2 separate regions of the Danio rerio genome follow, and region 1 is linked to region 2. The links are chromatin contacts, called in public Hi-C maps. All regions are on one chromosome and are shown on one strand. Each heading gives the region's core, a stretch centred on a gene start, on an enhancer-like site or on the middle of the called end of the contact. The rest is flanking DNA. Distances are from core to core; before and after follow the strand shown. Region 1 holds the start of si:dkey-192p21.6. Region 2 overlaps ret (ret proto-oncogene receptor tyrosine kinase).

Evidence for each region. Hi-C and Micro-C count contacts between places; a contact is called where the count stands out from the background.
Region 1: a contact with region 2 is called in a Hi-C map of embryo, with 2.9 times the contacts expected there. The contact joins the promoter of si:dkey-192p21.6 here to the enhancer-like site in region 2. A contact is called at or near these places in 8 of 18 Hi-C or Micro-C datasets (caudal fin, embryo, hematopoietic stem cells and 2 more) and 1 of 4 datasets of contacts at active chromatin or transcription factors (caudal fin).

What each region holds. Positions count from the first base shown.
Region 1 is chr13:28,935,468-28,939,466 of GRCz12tu, forward strand. si:dkey-192p21.6 reads right to left here and starts at 2,310. Exons shown (of 18, transcript NM_001145587.1): 1 at 2,229-2,310; 2 at 2,041-2,135; 3 at 1,701-1,822. The coding sequence starts at 2,310. It overlaps pcbd1 (pterin-4 alpha-carbinolamine dehydratase/dimerization cofactor of hepatocyte nuclear factor 1 alpha), which reads left to right and starts at 3,812. Exons shown (of 4, transcript NM_200814.1): 1 at 3,812-3,833. The coding sequence starts at 3,831.
Region 2 is chr13:28,818,479-28,822,534 of GRCz12tu, forward strand. It overlaps ret (ret proto-oncogene receptor tyrosine kinase), which reads right to left. Exons shown (of 20, transcript NM_181662.2): 2 at 3,282-3,515; 3 at 1,556-1,849; 4 at 25-263. Among named protein-coding and RNA genes, the nearest start is that of csgalnact2, 21 kb to the left of the region's middle. Within about 2 kb of position 1,698, at least 3 of the 62 cell types and tissues checked have an H3K27ac peak or open chromatin away from gene starts, as enhancers often do.

The DNA of each region.
Region 1 (3,999 bases), core at 1,060-3,559, 120 kb after region 2:
CAAAGGCCAGCACTAAAGACAGGTCACATTCAAATACATGCTCATAAAGAGTCTCAATGACTGCAAATGCAATCGGATGCTTTAGAGCTCTATAGATAAAGACTTTCTGCACCTGATTTAGAGACAAGGTTATTAAATACACCTTAGTATAAAAAAAATTATTTAAAATAAATTTAACTAAATCACAAGTCAAGGTGGACACTACTAGTTAAATATTTAGAACATTAGGGTTTTGAAATAGTTTTGAAAGAAGTACTTTTGTGCTCCAAAATTGTATTTATCACATCAAAAATACAAAAAAAGCAATGTTGTAAAATATTACTATTATTTAAAATAACTTTGGCAATTCTACTGTATGTGAATAATTTCATTTTATTTGGTATTTTAAACTTTTTTCAGATTTAAAGCTGATTTTCCAGGAGCCATTACTCCAGATTTATTCATCCTTTTGTATGATCAAGAAACAATTCTCATGATATTTTTATTGAAAACAGCTGTGCTGCTTTAAATTTTTGTGAAAGCCATGATATATTAACCATAAAATATATTCAAAAGTAGCAGCCGAAAAAATCTTTTTAACACATTAAACTGATCCAAAGTAACAATTATAGCATTGCAAAACATTTCATTTTGAATAAATTTTGTCATTCAACTATCTTTCATTTTTATTTTAAGTAAAACATGGTTTTAACAAAAATATGAAACAAAACAATAAAAATAAATATCAAACAAAAAAACAACAACAGTTTTCTATATTGAAAATATAAGGAGCGTTATTAACAACTGATAATTAATGATTAGAATGATTTCTGAAGTATCAAGTTACTCTTGTTACATTTAGATTTAAGACTGTATTTATTAAGCATTTACTTTTACATAATGCATCCTAACCCTACATTAAAGCAGATGCTTTTATCCACGAACACACACCCAGAGAAGTTGGGGGTTTGGTGCCTTGTTCAAGAAAATCACCTCAGGTGTGTATGGAGGGTGTTGGATATTCACTTTCCACAACTATGATCATGTCAGTCCCGGGACAAGAACCGGCAACCTTTGGATCACAAGACCAACTCTAAGCATTAAGGCTGCCCCAACACTAAAAACTGGAGTAATAATGCCCAAAATTCAGCTTTGATTCAAATCAATAAATTATATTTATATTTTTCCTAGTTTTGGGCAAAGGTTAATTGTGATTAATCCCATGCAAAATAAAAGTTTGGTTTGACATAATATATATGTGTGTGTTATATATATATATTTATTATGTATATGTGATGCACACTCAGTTAAAATAGGTGGGTTAAAAATAACCCAACAAAGCAACAAATATTTTTTACCTTAACCACTGGGTTAAATAAATAACTCAGGGTTTTTTAGAGTGCTCACATACTGTACAAAGAAACAAAGCTATACAAAACAATTTTGTTACAGATATTTACATGTATTTTTAATATGTAATGTGTATATTTAATGTGTAATTTGTATCATATACATATCTAAATATAAACAAACATATCTCAAACATATGCATGCATGTGTATTTATATATACAAGATTAATATACACATCAAACACACGTTATGTCAAAACACACTTTTATTATGGATGTGAAATTAATTGTAATATATTTTAGCACTATTTTTTTTTCAAAAACAATAACAAATCATAATTCCCAATCTTCAGTTCAGGGTGATTCTTACCTGCAAAGATTGGCGGTTCCAACTATTGATGTGATTTGTAGAGTCAATTTGAATTGTGTGCTTACAATCACAGAAATATTACTCTGCCCAATTCCAAGAGTGGCAAGAGGCTGATAAAGACACTGCAGAAGAATCGGACAGACTTGATTCAACAACATGTAATTAATGTTCATTTAATATAAAAAATTTTTGGCCACTTGGGCAGACACCTGTAAACATTTAATGCACATACTGTATTTTAAATAGAACAGTTTTATATTTGTGTCTCTCTTTTTGGTACGAAAAATGCGTGAAACAATCACATAAGTCACTATGGAGAGAATAAACAATTTTGAAATACCTTATAACAGTAATCCGAGGTGTAGTAAACACTAATGTTGTACGGAAGTTCATTATGGAATTTTATCAGCGCCTCGTCCATTTTCAGCTTGTAAACTGAAAAAGGACAAAACAACTAGTGAAATCACAGTATTCTAACTATGAATACATATTTTAACAACTTTTTATCACACTTACGAAATGACTTACCTTCATGATGTGTCTCACACAGCCCTGCTGGGAGTAAACTTCCTGCTAACAAGAGAACATCGAAGATATTGACTGCCTTCATTGTTAATTCCAAATCTTCTGTTTTACTTTTTACCTCTTTTTGTGCAAATGAAAATAAAGAGAGCTCAAAGATCACTGTACATGTGATTGCAGTGATCTTTGAGATGTGTTGGACATTTTTATTACCATAAGACTCTACATGAAGATTGACCAAAGATTGGCTGGGATTAGTTGCCTGGGAGCAGTCAAAGGAATGTTGGACACAAATAAAATCTGTATGTAAGTGCATTTGAAGATGATACCTCTTACTCATAAATGGCATAAATTATAAAAACACATGATTAAAACAAGTTTTTAGTGTTTAAAAAATTAAACTTGAGAGAAAAAAAATCTTCTTAAACAAAACCATAGGGGGGAAAAGCAAACAAGCAAAAGTGAAAGCAATCGCTTATCATGTTTGTACTCTTTTTATGTTAATTATATTATTTAACTGTGATGCTCTTTTATTACAGTGTGTATAAAAGTGAGTACATCCCTAGCACTTCTAATTCTACGTCTAATTGCTCTTCTAGAGATGAATAAATGTAGATTTAAAAATAAGACCCTGGGTTAATTACTTCACCTAAAGGAATAGTTCAACCAAACAAAAATTTAATTCAAACAAATAAGAAAATAAGGAAATCTGACTCCCATAGTAACGTTAGGCTATTTGATTTTCCAATTGATGTCAATCGTTACAGGTTTTCAACATTCTACAAAATATCTTCTTATGTGTTGTGTTTAACAGAAAATAAAAAAATTAAACTTGTCCAGAACATGAGAGGAGTGACTAAATGGCAAATTTTCTTGGTGAACTATACCCTAATAAGGACTTTTTGACATTTTTATATTAGTTTTTTTTATCTAATGTAAATAAACAACCCTTAATGTACATTTAATTGTGTCACAAATTACCAACTTATCTGCAGATTTCTATTACAATTGTTTTTTTTTCAATTAAGTTACTCAAATAGCTAACGTTATACGAGTGCTGTTATGGCACAGTACATTAAAATATCCTTTCGTATTAATTACGAAAACCTTAGTTATGGCTGATTTCTAAAATGAGATAGTAAGCCCTAAATACAATATTATTAAGTATAATATAATATAATATAAATATAATAAAGTAAATCCTCAATACATTTTGAAGGCAGTATAAGACAAAAAGAAATCACTGTTTTTGTCACCTGACGACCTGCATGAATGCTCGATAAGTTCTACTGCTAAAGTTTGTTCACGGTTTAATTATTATCTCACTGTGTGAAGTCACCCAACTGCATCACAGGCCTCTTCAGTTCAAACACTTCTATTTCGCTCAGGCTTCTGGCAGGGCAGCAGAAACAGGGCCCATAAATTAATATTAAATAGCGCGTCGTGACGTTTCCCGGTGAGCATCCAATCACGCAATGCAGTTAATATTCATAAGACGTTCCTTCACCATAGTAGGAATCGTAAACTCACGCTCTGGCCACAGGTTGAAATCCATTCCAGCCGCTTGACCGAGACAACATCAGCGCTGCGCTCACAGCACCCACAAACATGGTAAGAAAAAACAAATTACATATCTATTGCATTCTTATCGTCCGTACCATTAACAAACTATTTAAAGTCTTTGTCCATACTCTCAACATGCAAGCATGGAATTTCCAAACAACATGCCTCTTTACACTATATTGGGTTGAACAATGTTTATTTATTGTTACTAAAA
Region 2 (4,056 bases), core at 448-2,947:
ACACACACACAAAATAGCACACACCTCACTGCGGTCAAACTCTACTAAGACGTCTTCAGTGTCAGTCCCGTTGACATAAGGAGAATTATCATCTTCATCATAGATGTTCACATGTAAAGATCTGAAGACCTCCTCCAGATTTCTTTCTGTTCGTACCATACAGACTATATCCAGATGATACACTTCCTTCTCCTCGCGGTCCACTTGTGCTGTGACCACTAGTTCAGAAGTGGAGTCGTCGACCGCAAACGGTACAGAAGATCCTGAATTAAATATAAACAAGCACAGACAATCCATCTTAGAGTAGTGACGGGAGAAAATAAGTTTTCCAAATCTTTAAATGACTTAGACCAATTGCTTCATATAATGATTTTGAAGTGTTCAAATGATCACAGACTGAGTAACTCTGCTGGTCAAATCTGTGCAAATACAACAAAAACCCATGTCAAAAATGTATCAAAAACAGCTTTTACAAACACATTTAGCAAAGATTTATTGACTATAATTGATCAAATGCATTTAGCTAACCATCTAACATCATTAAATATACAACAAATCAGCATAATGTGCCTTCTTTTATCAATTTACAATACTTATTTTGTTTGTTGCATGGTGAGCTCTGCTAAACAGCCCAATGTGAAACTATTTTCTACCATTAAATGATTATTTCAGCCAAAAATTACTCATCCTCACGTCATTCTGAGATCTTTATTTATCTTAGGAGCACAAATGATTACATTTTAGATGAAATCCAGGAGCTCTCTCAAACTCCATAGAGGCTGTGAGATGTTCAAAGATGAGAAAAGCAACCAAAAACACTTTCCATGTGACTTCAGTGGTTCAAATATAATAAAAGGAAGCTCTAAGAACCCTTTTGTGTGCCAAAAAGCTGTAAAAAAGGCCTTGTTTGCCTATTTCTTCTGCCTCAGATCATTGTGTGCATTTACTACAGGTATTACAAAACTTTTGACAACACATTCTGCACTGCTGACTTTATAGCAGTACATCATACTGGAAGAGAAACCAAGTTGTTATCACAGTTTTTTTTAGAGCAAAGTTTCCATCCATGGAGCTTTAAATGATTACAATTGAACCACTGAAGCAACATGAAATGTTTGACAATGTATTTGGTTGCTTTTCTAGACTTTGAATATCCCTATTTCTGTTGAATATCTTTTGTTTATTCATTTAAAATACCTTAATTTCTGTCTCTGAAGTTGAATGAAGCTCTTGAGTGATTGGAACGACATCCTTTATTTTACTCATGTCCCATTAAAATGTCTACAAACTTTTATAACTGTTCAAAATTAGATTAAAAACAATGAAGCTTGTATAATTCTTTGGTGCGTGGGGGCAATCTTGATGAACTCAGTGGAGAACCATTGAATTTTCAGAGTTTTGAAATCAAGAAAACTTGTCATTTTGATATGCACACCAAACTAATGATTCAAAACAAAAGATTCACATCATGAAGCAGTTTTTGAAAGCAGCCAGTATCTTGCAGTGCTGTACTAAACAGAAAAGCATTGATATTCACACTGGGCTTAGTCCATACCTGCAACCACTCCATAGCTGATGGTGTAGTTTGGGCAGATGCTCATGTGTGTGAAGCGGCGCAGCTGGCGCAGGGCTCCTGGCTCGCGATTTTCAGTGATGTGGGGGTTGGAGATCTTCTCAGGGAAGCATAATGTGCTGAGCTCGACCTGACCACAGGAGGGCGCTGTGTCATTGATGAACGAAAGTTTGACCTCCACTGTGGGTAGGATGGTGCACATCACTTTCATTGGGGGAGTTGAAGAGACTCCGACCTTCAGGGTGAGATCCTTCGGGGAGCGAACTGAGCCGCTGCCTGGAGGACAGACATTATGACAGGACAGTCATTTATCAAGTCTCCAAAAACACTTATAATAGATAGTGTATGAATATATACACAATGACAATGTCTTACAACAGCACTACACCATTGTATATATATATATGATTTTAACCTTATTTATAATATTTTTATTTATGTTTATTCAGTCATTCATTTTTTTTCGGCTTAGTCTCTTTATTAATCAGAAGGAACCGCCAACTTTTCCAGCATATGTTTTACGCAGCGGATACCCTTCCAGCCGCAACCCAACACTGGGAAACACCCATACACTCTTGCATTCTCACACACACTTCGGCCAATTTAGCTTATTCAATTCACCTGTACCGCATGGACTGTGGGAAATAGGAGCACCAGGAGGAAACGGAGAAATGGCAACTGACCCAGTCAGGGCTCGAACCAGTGACCTTCTTGCAGTGAGGCGATCATGCTAACCACTGCGCCACTGTGTCACCAATTATTTTTAGTAATTAGTAATTTCATAAGTATTTTTTTTACAGTTTGAACTGTCAGTATTCTTTTTACTCAATTTTAATTTAGTTTAGTTTTAGTTATTTGTTTTTTTTAAGTAACAAAATATTTAGGCTTTAATATTAGTTTTAATATTAGTTAATATTAATATTATTTTTATATTAGTTAACTGTATATATAACATACAATATATATAACTAATATAGCCTATATATAAGCATAATAAACTAGTATTAAACTAGTAGTAATCATAAGTATTATTGCTTAAGAGTTGTATAGAATATGCAATAAAAATACTTAATATACCTTGTTAAAAATCTTCATATTTTTTAAAGAATGAATTTAGTAAATTTAGTAGTACATAAAGAAGAACAACTGCACACTAAACAAATAACTGTATAATGATGATGATAATGACGACGATGATGATAATAATAATAATAATAATAATAATAATAGAATTCATTACAGTCGTCTAAACTCTCAGCGCATTTAAAAAAAAATTTGGAAGGGAAAATCATATCCCATATCATAAATCACATACCATAGGGATTTATTTATTTATTATTTTACTTTATAAGTAAATTAAAATTGTATTAAAATAACATAAAATATATGAGTACAATAAAATGATACGAACAATTTAAACCCATAAAATCCAAGAATACCCAGAATATATAAGCAAAATAATGAAGAAAATTACAATGGTTCTTTCTATAAACTAAATATATACTTTTACTAAATGTTTTTTTAAGGTAAGTGATTGCAAACTATGTATATGGGCTGGTTTTAAATGAGCAAATTAAATTTTGTAATGTTCAATTTAATTTGTTTGTTTTTTAAATTCAGCCCATATTAATTGTTTGCAACCACTTACCTTAAAAAACATTTAGTAAATCCAATGAATCATTTCTTTCAGTGGATATGTTGAACTCACGTAAACTACTGAAGTCGCTCCACTCCAGGGTTTTGTTGAGATAAAGAACTCCGGACGCCTCATCTATGTGAAACCATGATGTAAAAGCGTCTCTGTGCGAGCACAGGAAGAAATAAGGCCTCTCTGTAGGGAATTCCCGCATTGAAATGACCTGAAGCAACGGTGATCCCTGCTGCTGACCCACGTAGATGTTCTCTGTGTAAAGCCTTTGAGGAAAATACAGCCCGAATGAACCTGTCCAAAACACACAGCAAATATAACACCACAGAGATTTAATATTTCAGTTTCGGATCCAGACATTGTCACATTTTGGCTGTCCTTTACACACTTTTTACATCCATCACCAATGAAGAAATCGTAGCACTTTCATCATTTTAACAATGGAATAAATGGATATTCTGGGTTCAATACAAGTTCAGACCAAAAGCATTTGAGTCAAAAAAATTTAATCTGACTCCGCAGGACGTTTGCAAGAAAACTGAACCTCAGATGAACATTAAATAGACAAGAACAACTTTAAAGATTAAATAATGCAGAGGACTTGACAAAGGATTTATTGGTTTGAGTAGATTGTTAATATCTATTTTATCCTGTAAATGTCTAATAACAAGTTTTTGACTCTTCTAAAATACTGTAATCTGTTTACAGTTTATTGTTTCTCTTTTATCTGAAAAACAATGCTAAAGTGTTCTGCTTGATATTCTGCTTTGAAAATGTGCGCTACATGCTGGAACGGCTGTCTTTGTTTTGGTTCTTTTAACCCGGCCAATGCCAT